Regions from separate parts of the Capra hircus genome. Here region 2 is linked to region 1. Evidence: chromatin contacts called from public Hi-C data. All regions are on one chromosome and are shown on one strand. The core of a region is the stretch at or near the end of the contact, and the rest is flanking DNA. Distances in the headings are between cores, read along the strand shown.

Region 1 (7,173 bases), core at 2,499-4,998:
TTTTTAGGCGAGGAAAACGATATAAACAAAAAAACATAGAGGTACACATGAAAAGCAGCTAGTGAGACAGAAAACTTAAAAAAATGGAAAAAAAGAAAAGTAGACGAGAATTTAGATTTAAACTTCACGGATCATAAACTGCCAAACAGGAACTTTGATGAAGACTTGATGTTTGTTTCTCTGGTCTTGGATGCACATCCCAGGAGGACAGGGACTGCTTTGTTTTGGTAAGCACCTTATCTCTAGAACCAAGAGTGATTGATACATTACAGGTATTGAGTAAATTGTTGAATAAATGAATGAAGTTTATTTATTTAATCAAGGAAATCAAGTCAAGTAAAAACTCAAAGTAAAAGAAGGCAAGAATATACAATGGAGAAAAGACAGCCTCTTTAGTAAGTGGTACTGGGAAAACTGGACAACTACATGTAAAAGAATGAAATTAGAACACTTCCTAACACTACACACAAAAATAAACTCAAAGGGACTTCCTTGGTGGTCCACTGGTTAAAACTCTGCGCTTCCAATGCAGGGGGCATGAGTACAATTCCTGGTTGGGGGAACCAAGATCCCATATGCCATATGGCTCAGCCAAAAAAAGAAAAAGAAGAAACTCAAACCGGATTAAAGATCTAAATTTAAGGTGAGAAACTAATAAACTCTTAGAGGAAAAAACTCTTAGAGGCAGAATACTCTTTGACATAAATTTCAATAAGAGCCTTTTTGACCCACCTCCTGAAGTAATGGAAATAAAAATAAACAAATGGGACCTAACTAAACTTAAAAGCTCTGGCACTGCAAGGGAAACTATAAACAAGATGAAAAACTCAGAGTAAAAGGAAGCTAAAACAAAGGCTGAAAGCTAACTTTGTAAAAATTTGTTTTCAACTAAAAATTTAGCAACACGTTGGGGAAAAAAACATATCAGTGCTAAGGTAAGCGTGGTGACACCATGTCAACAAAAGAGAAAAGTGAGGCTGTCATATTCTGTTCACCTCCACAGTCAGTGCTAAGAGGAAGACCCAAGCACACTCTCAGCCTAGAGGATAGGGATGTGCAGTTTACAGTGGATGGATTACATAATTGGTTTTCATTTTAGAAAGCAGCACCAGGACCAGGACCATCCCTCTCCCAGCAAACAAAGCAGAGATGAGAGAAGCTTCCTGCATTGTAGATGCTACTGTAGACCCTTCTCTCTCACCTTGGGAGACTCACAATAATAATGCTTTAATCTTTGCCAACATTTTTATCACAGCTGCACCAAAATGCCCTTTTTGAATAATCCTAGGATCCTAATGCAGTCTGAGCAGACTGCAAACAAAAGGGCTATGTTTTGGCAGAGCTTTAAATTGCCATTAGCAACCAGGGCAACAGAACTTGCATAACTGTGGGAAATAGACTCACTTGGTGTTTTGGCACTTCAGTTTTCCCTTGGCTGCTAGGTACTCCTGCAGCTTTCTCTGCCGCTCTTCTGCAAAACAGGCAAGCAAACAACAGAATTTTAGCTCAAGATTTTAACAAGCTCACTTATATTCTAAAAGAAGGCACTTTTCTGTACTGATTTTGGCGTTGGACCATAATGTTTTAAAGTTTCTAGCCCTACAGACTTGCCTCCAGGTTCACATCAACATTGACAATAAAATTTATATGTCTCATTCTATGCTAAGCTCTTTACACTTACATTACTTCCTTTAATCTGCACAAAAATCCAATAAAGTATTTTACAGTCTGAAATTTAAACATGGATAAATGCTATACAGGGAATTTCCTGGTGGCTCAAGCAGTAAAGAATCTGCTTGCCAATGCAGGAGATCCTAGTTTGATCCCTGGGTCGGGAGGATCCCCTGGAGAAGGAAATGGCAACCCACTCCAGTATTCTTGCCTGAGAAATCCTATGGAGAGAGGAGCCTGGCGGGCTACAGTCCATGGGGGTCGCAAGAGTCCGACATGGCTTAGCAATTAAACAACAACAAAATGGTATACAAAGCCAGATTTTGAAACCAGGTTTATTCAACCCAGAGCCCTTGCTCATAGCCACTGTTCTCAGCTACAACCTATCAAACTTTGCATGAAGAAATGCTATTACTGGCCCACCTGAGCTGGTGAGCTCAGGGCTTGTTTTATTAATCCCTTCTGACAGGAATGATGAATTTTGCCCACAAACCCTTTCTTTTGGAACTAAGGACAAAATAGGCTAGGCTGGAGGTTCATCGCAAACATCTATCCATACAGTGACTTTCTAAGCAAGCCACCTGTGAGGGAATGAAAAGTTAATATTTCTCTCTTCGAGAAGTTTCACCCAGGTAGTGGTGATAAAAGTGGGTCAAAGAAAGAACTATGGGAGTGCAGAGGCAGGAACTGAGTGAGGGGAGCGGGCGATTAGAAAAGGCTAAAATTAAGATGGTTGTGGTGCTGAAAAAGACCCTTGGGAGTCTCTTGGACATCAAGGAGGTCAAACCAGTCAATTCTAAGGGAAATCAACCCTGAATAATCACTGGAAGGGCTGATGCTGAAGCTGAAGCTCCAATACTCTGGTCACCTGATGTGAAGAACCAACTCATTGGAAAAGACCCTGGTGCCGGGAAACACTGAAGGCAGGAGAACTGGACGACAGAGGACGAGATGGTTGGATGGCCACACTGACTCAATAGACATGAGTCTGAGCAAAGTCCAGGAGACAGTGAAGGACAGGGAAGCTTGGCGTGCTGCAGTCCATGGGGTCGCAAAGGGTCAGACATGCTTTATCGGCCAAACAAAAACAACAGCTACAGGGGATGCAAAAAACTCAACCTCATTTAAACTGAGTTGCCCTGTGTTTTGATATCTGGTTCTGCTCCTTCCCCAGGAGACAGCTGTGTTGAGAGGGCTGATGGAGCTGAGAGATGTGGCTAGAATCCCAGTTCTATGATGTCTAGCCAGGTAGCAAACCTTGCTGTTGCTGAGCAGGTAAAATGGGGGCAGAAATGCCCATTTTTAAGGGCTGTTGTGTAAAATGCCTAGGACAGTGCCTGGGCCCTGGGAAACAGTCAACAGATATTATTGCAGAAATTAACAAAACACTGTGCATTTTGGAGCAGGTGACAGGTATCTGAGCAGGAATATTTAAAAAGTCAACAAAGGGCTCCAGACACATTTAGGAAAGTCAGGGAGCCCAGGACCCTCAGCATCGATGCAGATTTAACCCATCAGCCTCCAGGGCGCGTGTGTTGCAAGAAGACCTCCGCGTCTGGGTGAGATTCGCCTTGACAGCTGTCACAGCCCGCTCGGGCGGGCGGCGTAGCCCCGAGGGCCACACCCCGGCTCCGCCTGAAGCCAAATCTGGGCCGCAGGAGCGCTTGGGTTTCCGCTGGTTGTGCGATCTCGGGCAAGGACCCTCGGTTCTTTACCCAAACGAGGTGACAATGACAGCTTTTTGCAGAGCTGCTGCGGGACTCTTTGGGAAGGTGCCTGGGAGGCGTGGCCCCGCGCACAGCCTCCCAGCCCCTCAGCCCCGTTTTCTCACCGAGGCCTGGAGCGTTGGCTTGGGTCAGCCCCCGCAGAAACAAAAACGCCCACGGCGAGACACAGGCAGGCAGGCAAGCGATCGGGTCACTTCCGCTCACTCGGGGTCCTCCCTTCGTCCCCACCCGTAAGACACAGCTGCTGGAAGTCATACTCACCTGCGGCGGCGGAGAGTCCAGGCCGCACCATGATTCTCAAACGACAGTTTTTCTTCAAAGGCCGCGCCTGGAGAGAAAGCTGGAGCGCCGCGCTTGCGTCCGCTCTCATTGGGTCCCGTGGGTTTGAAACCTGCCAATCGGAAATAGGGGAGGGCGGGCCCAAAGGAAATTGATGCGTTTCGGTTGGCTGTACACTTCAAGCCCCACCCTGGGGCCATTTGATTGGAAGAATGTACAGGGAAAGGGGCCGTTGGTATTGAAGACGGCTGGTTGGGCAGGAGGCGGAAGCCTCCCCACCCCTTTAAGGATGAGGTTTCTGGGTTGCTGTGCTTTCAGTTACGAGAAAGGTGGCCAGGACTGGCGACAGGGGGCTGCACCCGGGCCCCACAGACAAAGCACCTCCTCCGCCCTTTCAGATCCTAAGTTTCATATAAAAACAGTATAAAACCAAAATGATGAATTTGGCACGAGTATACCACGAGTATATACGAGTATATACCTCACGAGTATACTTCCTACTTTTTATGGGTCTCTAAAGTTAAATAATCTTAGTTCTTAGTACAGCAGTTCCTGGGTGCTCAGTCGCTTAAGTCGTGTCTGACTCTTTGTAACCCTATCGGCTGTAGCCCGCCAGGCTTCACTGTCCATGAGATTCTGTAGGCAAGAATACTGGAGTGGGTTGCCATTTCCTCCTTCAGGGGATCATCCCCACCTAGAGATCAAACCCGCGTCTCTTAGGTCTCCTGCTTGGCAGGATTCTTTGTTAGCGCCGCCTGGGAAGCCCTAGTACTGCAGGGTGACTCCTCTTTGTTTTTCATTATGGTAAGATATACAAAGCAAAGCTTACCATTTAAGCCATTATTCGGTGTCATTAAATACATTTACAGTGTTGTACAATTATCACCACTGGTCCCATCACTTCATGACAAATAGATGGGGAAACAGTGGAAACAGTGTCAGACTTTATTTGTGGGGGGGCTCCAGAATCACTGCAGATGGTGATTGCAGCCATGAAATTAAAAGAGGGTTACTTCTTGGAAGGAAAGTTATGACCAACATAGATAGCATATGAAAAAGCAGAGATGTTACATTGCCGACTAAGGTCCATCTAGTCAAGGCTATGGTTTTTCCTGTGGTCATGTATGGATGTGAGAGTTGGACTGTGAAGAAAGCTGAGCGCCAAAGAATTGATGCTTTTGAACTGTGGTGTTGGAGAAGACTCTTGAGTCCCTTGGACTGCAAGGAGATCCAACCAGTCTATTCTGAAGGAGATCAGCCCTGAGGTTTCTTTGGAGGGAATGATGCTGAAGCTGAAACTCCAATACTTTGGCCACCTTATGCAAAGAGTTGACTCATTGGAAAAGACCCTGATGCTGGGAGGGATTGGGGGCAGGAGGAGAAGGGGACGACAGAGGATGAGATGGTTGGATGGCATCACTGACTCGATAGACGTGAGTTTGAGTAAACTCTGGGAGTTGGTGATGGACAGGGAGGCCTGGTGTGCTGTGATTCATGGGGTCTCAAAGAGTCGGACACGACTGAGCGACTGAACTGAACTGAACTGAAAAAATTAATAAATAGGAACCCCCAGTAGATTAGGGAGACCAGCAGGGGGAGATGTCATATCCTGTGACCATAAGTAAATAAGTGAAAGTTGCTCAGTAATGTCTGACTCTTTGCAACCTCATTGACTGTAGCCTGCCAAGTTCCTCTGTCCATGGAATTCCCCAGGCAAGAATACTGTGAACATAGCAAGCCCAATAAGAAGAAGAAAGGCTCCTTTTCCCTGACAAAGACTTGCCAGTGAAAAGCCAGGGACTCGGTTTATTACAATCCCCTTCCCCCAACTTTCTTTCTCCCCTCTATAAAAGCATTTTTCTTCACTTGACTTGAATGTGGTGGCTTGCTGTGGTTGCAGAACTCAAATTGCAACTTATGTAATTCTTTATACTGAAGTTGTTTCAAAGTTTAATGAGCAAATTATCAACTGCAGGCAGTATTTTCCTTGCATTAGTTTCTACAATTAAAAAAAATAATGTTAAAACTTCTCTTTATAAAAAAAGAGACATATTTCCTTCTGAATGAAGTTAATGTCCTGTCAGTAACGAAGAAGGGAAGACGGTGATTGTGTGGACTGCTAACAGTGTTCGTCATATTCTTCTCTCTCTGATGTCACTTTTAAGATTTTACCTACTATAGACCTACTAACATCTTCCAAATCTGTATCTAGTTCTAACTTCTCTTGAGTTCTAGACACATCATCATATGCTCACTGTACCTGGGTGTCCTGCCATTAGCTAAATTCATGTATCTAAAATGGTACTTATTATGTTTTATCCTGGAGCTTAGCACTCCATGCGTGCTCAGTTGTTCACTTGTGTCCAACCCTTTGTGACCCCATGAACTGCAGCCTGCCAGGCTCCTCTGTCCATGGGATTCTCCAGGTAAGAATACTGGAGTGGGTTTCCATTTCTTTCTCCTGGGGATCTTCCCCATCCAGGGATTGAATTCATGTGCCCTGCATCTCCTGGATTGGCAGGTGGATTCTTTACCACTAAGCCACCTGGGAAGTATTTCCACCAAAAATACTGATTAAGACACCACTGCTCACCCACTACATTCAGTGCCCACAACCTTGCATCAGGCCACCGCCAACCCATGCCTCTGTAAGAGACTCCTGGATACACTCCGGCAAGTCTGGGTCAGTCTCTTTTCGGTCACAGCTCCTTTCTCCTGGGTCCAGGTGTGCATAAGTTTCTGTTTGTGCCCTCCAAGAGTCTGTTTCTCCAGTCCTGTGTAAGTTCTGGTGTCCCTATTGTGGGGTTAATGGTGATCTCTTCCAAGAGGGCTTATGCCATAGCCAGGTCTGCTTTACCCAGAGCCCCTGCCCCTGTGGCAGTCCACTGCTAACCTGTACCTCTGCAGGAAACACTCAAACACAGTTCTGTCTCAGTCTCCGTGGGGTCTCTGGGTCCTGGTGTGCACAAGGTTTTTTGAGCCCTCTGAGCATCTCTGGGACGTGGGGTAGCTCCTCTCGGCCATGCTTCTGCGAGATCTGTCGTAGCCGGTGCACTTCCGCCACGTGGTCCATCGCAGCTGGTGTCCGTTTTCATTCCAATCCCAAAGAAAGGCAGTGCCAAAGAATGCTCAAACTACCACACAATTGCACTCATCTCACATGCTAGTACAGTAATGCTCAAAATTCTCCAAGCCAGGCTTCAGCAATACGTGAACCGTGAACTTCCAGATGTTCAAGCTGGTTTTAGAAAAGGCAGAGGAACCAGAGATCAAATTGCCAACATCCACTGGATCATGGAAAAATCAAGAGAGTTCCAGAAAAACATCTATTTCTGCTTTATTGACTATGCCAAAGCCTTTGACTGTGTGGATCACAATAAACTGTGGACAATTCTGAAAGAGATGGGAATACCAGACCACCTGACCTGACTCTTGAGAAACCTATATGAAGGTCAGGAAGCAACAGTTAGAACTGAACGTGGAACAACACACTGGT
Region 2 (7,173 bases), core at 2,655-5,154, 130 kb after region 1:
GAACTGCTTGGTGGATGTGGTGTGTTAATAACCCTCTGCCATTGTAACTGGATCTTAGAATCATCACAGAAAACTTCCATATTTAGCTTTTCTTCTTTATCATTTTGTATACAATTCCTTTGTTAGATATAATAATATCCATCTTGCCTCCTCAGAGGTCAGATAAGATAATGAGTAGCAAGTGCTTTGCAAATGGGGGTGGATAATTTGATGTCATTCATTAAAGGTATAAGGTCCTTCCTGTTGTGGTCACAGAAGCTGCCTGTCCCTCCCTGCCTTTTACAACCAGCATGGTGGAACCATGTGGGCTATCTGTGTCAGCTGCTGTGAGTCAATAAGAGGGCTTTTTGTTTGTCTTTTCCCACCACGTCATTGCAATTTGTGACACACAGACAACCACAACATGTGTTTTCTGTTGTGACATTGGCCTGGGAGGCCAAGAGGCAGTGTGATGTGGGTTTCCGTGATTTTGCAACAGTGGTGTCTCTCTGGTCTTATTACTACAGCTTCTGTTAATACACATTCATTTAAATGAAATGGCAAAATACCTTGAAGATAGTCCCCCCTTCTTCATGACCCTGACTTCTCATAAGTACAATGGTTTTTTGGTTTCCTTATCTTAAAAGCATTTTAAGGCTCATTGAGAAAATATGGAAACAACACAGTGGGAAAAAAAAAAAAATTCCATTACCTCCCAGTCCTCTTTGTTTTCTCACATAGGGTGTAATTTCTGGGCTTTTTAAAAGTTCTTTTCTGCCCTGATTTGCATGATTGTAAACTCTGGACCTGGAAGTATTTGAATTTGGCTTGGGTCCCCAACACCTTCCAGATACATTAATTCTTACAGAGTTGTCCTTGCAATCACAATGGAGAATCAATGAAGACATTTCACACAGCCAAACACAGGGAGTGGGGTTGCCCCAGGATGCTACTGACTGGGGCTCTTGGCCTCCTTAAACAATAGATATTGACTAGAAGCCAGACAAGAAATTCAGGCAAGTCTTTACTGAGGCCCCTGCTTCAACGGGGGGCAGTGAGAACAAGTTTCCTTGCTTAGTTGCTCCCTAAGAAGGGTGGGCTAGTTCCTTACCTGGGGTGAAGGAAGGGGTGTGTCCAGAGGTAAGGCCAAGGGGTGACTTAAGTGCTTTGCCCGCCCCTGAGGAGGTGTTGTGTGCAGCGGGGCATGTGCAGTGCCCTGTTTTTCTCCTGGCTCTTCAAAAGTGGGGCAGCAGACACAGGTTTGATCCCTTTGTTGGCAAGATCCCCTGGAAGAGGGCATGGCAACTCACTCCAGTATTCTTGTCTGGAGAATCCCATGAACAGAGAAGCCTGGTGGGCTACAGTCCATGTGGGTTGCAAAATAGCTGGACACAACTTGGTGACTATACAACAACCGTAGTTGATTTACAATATTATGTTCATTTATACTGTACAGCAAAGTGATGAGTTATACATATATGTATTCTTTTTCATATTTTTTCCATTATGATTCATACCAGGATATTGAATATAGTTCCCTATGCTATACAATAGGACTTTGTTTGTCCATCCTATGTCATCCTTGGCTTCTTCTTTCTGGCTTAGCTCCCAGTTCAGCCCTTCTCTGCCCAGATGCGGCTTTCACACTGTGTGAAAGAGAGCAGTATAAAAGGAAAACTTGAAGGAACTCCTTCTTGCCTAAGGACCCCAAACCCAAGAGCATTGTGTGGCATCTGTGCCCAGCTTGTTCTGTGCAAATTCTTTGACCTCATCTCCCGCCAACCTGATGCCAAGGTCCAGCCACACAGAAGGGCTGGCCATGCCCAGAGCAGAACATCTTCTCCTGTGCCCCTGGGCCTTGCCTTCGCCACTTTCTCTGCTGAAAATGCCCTTCTCTCCTGTTCCCCTTGCCTGGCACTTCCTGTACTGTGAGCATCCTGGGAGCAAAGGCAATCGTGGACCAATTCCTAGTGTACCTTCAGTAGCCAGTTTAGCACCTGAAGAAAAAAAAGAAAGTGAAAGCATTAGTCGCTCAGTCGTGTCCGACCCTTTGCAACGCCATGGACTGTAGCCACCAGGCTCCTCTGTCCATGGGATTTTCCAGGCAAGAATACTGGAGTGGGTTGCCATGCCCTCCTCCAGGGGATCTTCCCAAACCAGCGATGGAGCCCATGTCTCTTATGTCTCCCACACTGGCAGGCGGGTTCTATACCACTAGCATCACCTATATATGATGATGTTACCTTAAATTTTCATTTTCTCTCCACAAATGAAAAGCTAGGAGTTTCCCCCATGTTCTCAGAGTTTATTCTGATGACCTATATACTCAGCCACCCCTCACTGCACCACTATGTCAGTCTGTGTCACCGGTCCCCACACCCGTCACCCCCTCTCACAAGGTCTCTTCAGCGACAAGAAGGCAGTCAGAGTCTGAGACAGCTCTGAGCCTCTGGGACCCTGTTGGGGAGAGGGTGTGGTCAGTGCTTCACGGGGGCAATGGGACTCCAGCGTGTGGTCTTGGGTAAGGGACCTCATGTTTCTGAAATGTGCTTGCAAAGAGCCGGACACGACTTAGTGGCTAAAAACAATGATGACAGTACTCCTGAACAGATCTACCAGGGAACAGGAGGAGGTAAATCTGCTAAAAGTTACTGCTTCTTACAGATTTTATGAAATCTAAGAGATGGATGAAGTAAAGAAGGCAGGGTTCAATAGTAATGCGTGGGGAAATTATCTGACTTCAATTAACAAGTCTTTCACCCCTTTATACAATGATATTGAAAACTATTAAAAATATTAAACCTAATTAAAAAAATCAAACATCTGAACTGAGTACCTTTATTAGATATTTACTTCTAGATTGAAAAATATGTATCTTAGGTAAATGTTAACCTCTGAATCTATACTTATCATTAAGAGTAAACCAAAAATACTAAAATGTGAAATGAAAGACATAAACATATTAATACAAGTTTATTATAGTCTCAGAAAGAAAAGAATATTCATAGACTATTGTGAAGGAAGGAAATGGATCAACATACAGTTTACTTCCAGTGTTAACTCAATAATAGATTTTTATAATAGGTTTCTATTTTAGAAGGTACCTATGTTTTCATAATTACTAAAAACACTCCAATAAAACACTGTTTTTTAAAAAAGGAAGGTCCCTTGAGGATGCTTTGCGTGTTATCACTGAAGAAAGAGGTGTGACAGAGAAGAGGTGGAGGGAGGTGTCAGTGGCATCCAGGAGTGCACTGGAAGGTCAGAAGAAAGAAGAACATATTTCTCTGAAATATGGGTGCCCCAGCAATCACTCCTGAATATTCATTGGAAGGACTGATGCAATACTTTGGCCACCTGATGCGAAGAGCCGACTCATTAGAAAAGACCCTGATGCTGGGAGGGATTGGGGGCAGGAGGAGAAGGGGATGACAGAGGACGAGATGTGGATGGCATTACTGACTCAATGGACATGAGTTTGAGCAAGCTCTGGGAGATGGTGAAGGACAGGGAAGCCTGGTGTGCTACAGTCCATAGGGTCGCAAAGAGTCAGACACAGCTGAGCTACTGAACAACAACAACACCTGCCTGAACACCATGAATTTGGGGACTTTCCTGCACCTCCCAGGCTGTCTGCCCAACCTGTGTCTCCTCTTTCCTTCCATTTACATCTCTTTCCTATACCACTGTTGTCAGACTGGATGGGCACCCATGCAGTCTATCTCAAGCACCGTGAAATGTGTTGAGTGGATGTAACACGACCCTTGGCAATGTGATACTACCCACAGGAATTCCTTTATACCTTTGGTATGAAAGATGGCAGGCAATGAGTGATGAACCAATAACCTCAGATGCCATCAATGACTCGCTAGAGAGATGCTGCATTTGCATATAGGCTTCCAAACTGATTACTCAAAGTGAGGATCACGCCTGGTCCCTCCAGAGTATAAGACAACAGTGCTCCAGGGGCCCAAAACAGAGCCACAGACTTCGGGGATCCCTGACCCAGGTAAGTGGTCCTTTGCTGTTGCTGTTTATTCGCTCAGTCATGCCCAAGTCTTTGTGACCGCATGGATTGTAGCCCACTGGGCTCCTTTGTCCATGGGATTTCCTAGGCAAGAATACTGGAGTGGGTTGCCATTTCCTTCTCTAGGGGATCATCCCAACCCAGGGACTGAATCTGTATCTCCTGCATTGGCAGGCAGATTCTTTACCACTGAGCCTCTAGGAAGCCCACGTGGTCCTTACCTCTGGCTTGAGGAACCACCTGATATAGATGGAAAAGCCCAGCAGCAACTGGTGCCTGCCTTCTATTTCCCTAACAGAAGCCTGCCCCTCCATGGATCTCCTGAATTTCTAAATATTCTCTCTGAGACCTGCCTAGACCACCTTGCTCTCAGCCCCCAAAGCAGCTGGAAGCCTTTTAGGAGGACTACCAATAAGCAGGCATTGCTCCAGGGCCGGGCTATCCCTGAACTTAGGAAACCTGCAAACTATGATAATGCCAGCCTCTTCTCTAAGGGCTGAGAAGACTCATTCGAGTCTGGAAAGTGCTGGTCTTCAGAAAGATATTTTGGAACCCAAAATATCCAGCGATCTGAGCTGGAGAGATGACTGTCAATGGCTGAATGCACTGCCTCTTTAGGAAGCTCTGTGGAGGCCACGTGCATTTACCTTGATATAGGTGGCAAATTCCATAGACAGCTCACAGGGACATCCTTAGATCCTCCAGCCTGTGGGCATCCTTCGGGTCACCAGCAGCATCTTCACGTATTTGGATACCTACATTTTTATCTTTTGTTCTGATGTCCTCCTATGAATGCCAATTTTCCTGCCTTCTCAAGTGCCACCAATCCTCTCTGTCCCTTGATTTGTCCCTCAAACTGCAAAGGCAGGTGTGCTTTGTGAATTCAGGGGATGCAAACAAGGACCTACTGAGGATCAAGTAGTAGATATCTGTGCCCTTAAAGAGCCATCAGTTCTCCCCACCCCCCAGAACTGCCCGGTGGTCATCCTCTCCTTTGCTCACTGTCCTACTGACAAGCCCTGGAGCTCTTCCTAGGCATTTTTACTTATAAAACCATCTAGGTTCTCTTTGTCTTTTTCCTAAGCCTTTCTCCAAGGATTGGGTTTTCACATGAAACTTCCATCTCTGCAACCTTAAAAGTGGTGTCAGCCTTGAGATGTCACCTACCTTCAGGTTTTTCATCTGAAATTGGGAATGAACAATTCTTGCCACGCTTCCCTCACTGTATTGCTCTGAACTTATGTTGGGAAATGGGCTTTGTGAATCGGGTGAGAGGTGATATGTACCGTTGGAAGGAATTTGAAAACGTCTCTCCTCCAAGCCTGTTCTGTGAGGGGATTCTGAGTCAGCCTTGCCCCAAGACATCAGGAGTTGAGCTCCTTGGGATCTCTGGAGGCTCTGTTTTCCATGACAAGAGGCTGCAAAGAAATGGCCTTTCTTTGCTGACTAGACTCTACCAGGGGGTTGGCAAAGTTTTTCTATGAAGATTGGGACAGTAAGCAGTAGAGCCTTTCTTTGACTCTCTTTCAATGACTCATCTCTGCTGTTGCAGCCAGAGAACAGCCATAGACAACACGTAAACACAGACATGATTGTGCTCCAATAAAACTTTATTTAAAACCAGGTGGTAGGACAGATTTGGCCTGTGGGCTGTCTTTCTCCAGTCCTGGGATTAGAAAAATATACTTCTAATTTTTTATTTTGTATTGGGGTATGGCTTATTAACAAACAATGATGTCATAGTTTCAGGTGAACAGCAAAGGGACTCAGCCATACACACACATGCATCCATTATCCCCCAAACTCCCCTTGCATCCAAGTTGCCCCATGAGCAGAATTCTCTGTGCTGTATAGTTGGTCCTTGTTGGTTATCCATTTGAAATATAGCAGTGTGTACATGTCTATCCCAAACTCCCTAACTATCCCTTCTTTCCATCCTTTCCCCTCTGCAACCGGAAGTTTATTCTCTAAGTCTGTGAGTCTCTTTCTGCTTTGTAAATAGCTTCATTTGTATCATTTCTCTTTAGATTCCCTATATAAGGGATGTCATATGATACTGCTCCTTCTCTGTCTGACTTAACTTCACTCAGTATGACAATCTCTAGATCCATCCATGTTGCTGCAAATGAATTTCATTCTTTCTAGTGGCTGGACAATATTTCATTGTATATACACACCATATCTTCTTTATCCATTCCTCTGTTGATGGACATTTAGGTTGCTTCCATGTCCTCACTATTGTACACTTCTTCAGTGAATGTTGGGGTGCATGTATCCTTTTGGATCATGTTTTTATCTGGATATACACCCAGTAGTGGGATTCGGGGTCATGTGGTAGCTCTATTTTTAGTTTTGAAAGGAACCTCCATACTGTAAAACAATATACTTTGAATTTTCTGTTTCATTTTGCTAAAATGTTGTCAAGATCATAAAAATGATATGTTTCAAAAATATCGCTTTGGAGAAGCAAACATCAAAGAAGGATGGCCCAGCCCTGGGAAGACTTCCTGGATGCAGCAAACGTTTCCAGGTAGAGAGCAAGGCCTGCAGCCTGATGGACACTTACAGGCATTCAGCAAGGTCTTCTAGGGTCAGAAGATGCCATTACCAGTTTTCTCCCTGTCTACTCAGGTCCTACCCTTTATCCCAGCCTCCTGTTGAGTCATTTCCTCACACTGAAAATGTCTGTTTTGGAGGAGAATCCAGGTATGAAAATGGACTGTGAAGACTGGGAAAGAGAGGAACCTCAGTGCTCCTCAGAAGGTAAGATTCTTATTTTAAAAATCCACACCAGGGCCAAAGAGTAACTCCTAAAGAGGGACCTTTAGAGGTGCTGGGCCCAGACCCAGCTTCTTCCTGTTGACCTTGCCTGGTATGTGAGTTTTGAGAAATTCCTTGGAAAACGAATTATACAAGAGAAATCCTTGAAGGGAGAATGAAGCTTTGCCCCACGTGTCCAGGTGCACCAGATGGTAGCTAAATCTTCACCCAAAGAGTTGGGGTGCAAAGTCCTGATTCAATACCTGGATTTTTTTAAAAAAAATATTTATTTTTGGCTGTACTGGGTCTTCATTACTGCATGGGCTTTTCTCCAGCTGCGGTGAGCAGGGGCTACTCTGCAGCTGAGGCACATGGGTTTTCACTGCAGTGGCTTCCCTTGCTGCGCA

What was found. Hi-C and Micro-C count contacts between places; a contact is called where the count stands out from the background.
Region 2: a contact with region 1 is called in a Hi-C map of blood, with 2.1 times the contacts expected there. The contact joins the promoter of IL37 here to the promoter of CKAP2L in region 1. A contact is called at or near these places in 2 of 5 Hi-C or Micro-C datasets (both in blood).

Annotation. Positions count from the first base shown.
Region 1 is chr11:46,107,665-46,114,837 of ARS1.2, forward strand. CKAP2L (cytoskeleton-associated protein 2-like) reads right to left here and starts at 3,749. Exons shown (of 9, transcript XM_005686664.2): 1 at 3,660-3,749; 2 at 1,405-1,471. The coding sequence starts at 3,690.
Region 2 is chr11:46,242,177-46,249,349 of ARS1.2, forward strand. It overlaps IL37 (interleukin-37), which reads left to right and starts at 3,905. Exons shown (of 6, transcript XM_005686669.2): 1 at 3,905-3,988; 2 at 6,638-6,769. The coding sequence starts at 6,688.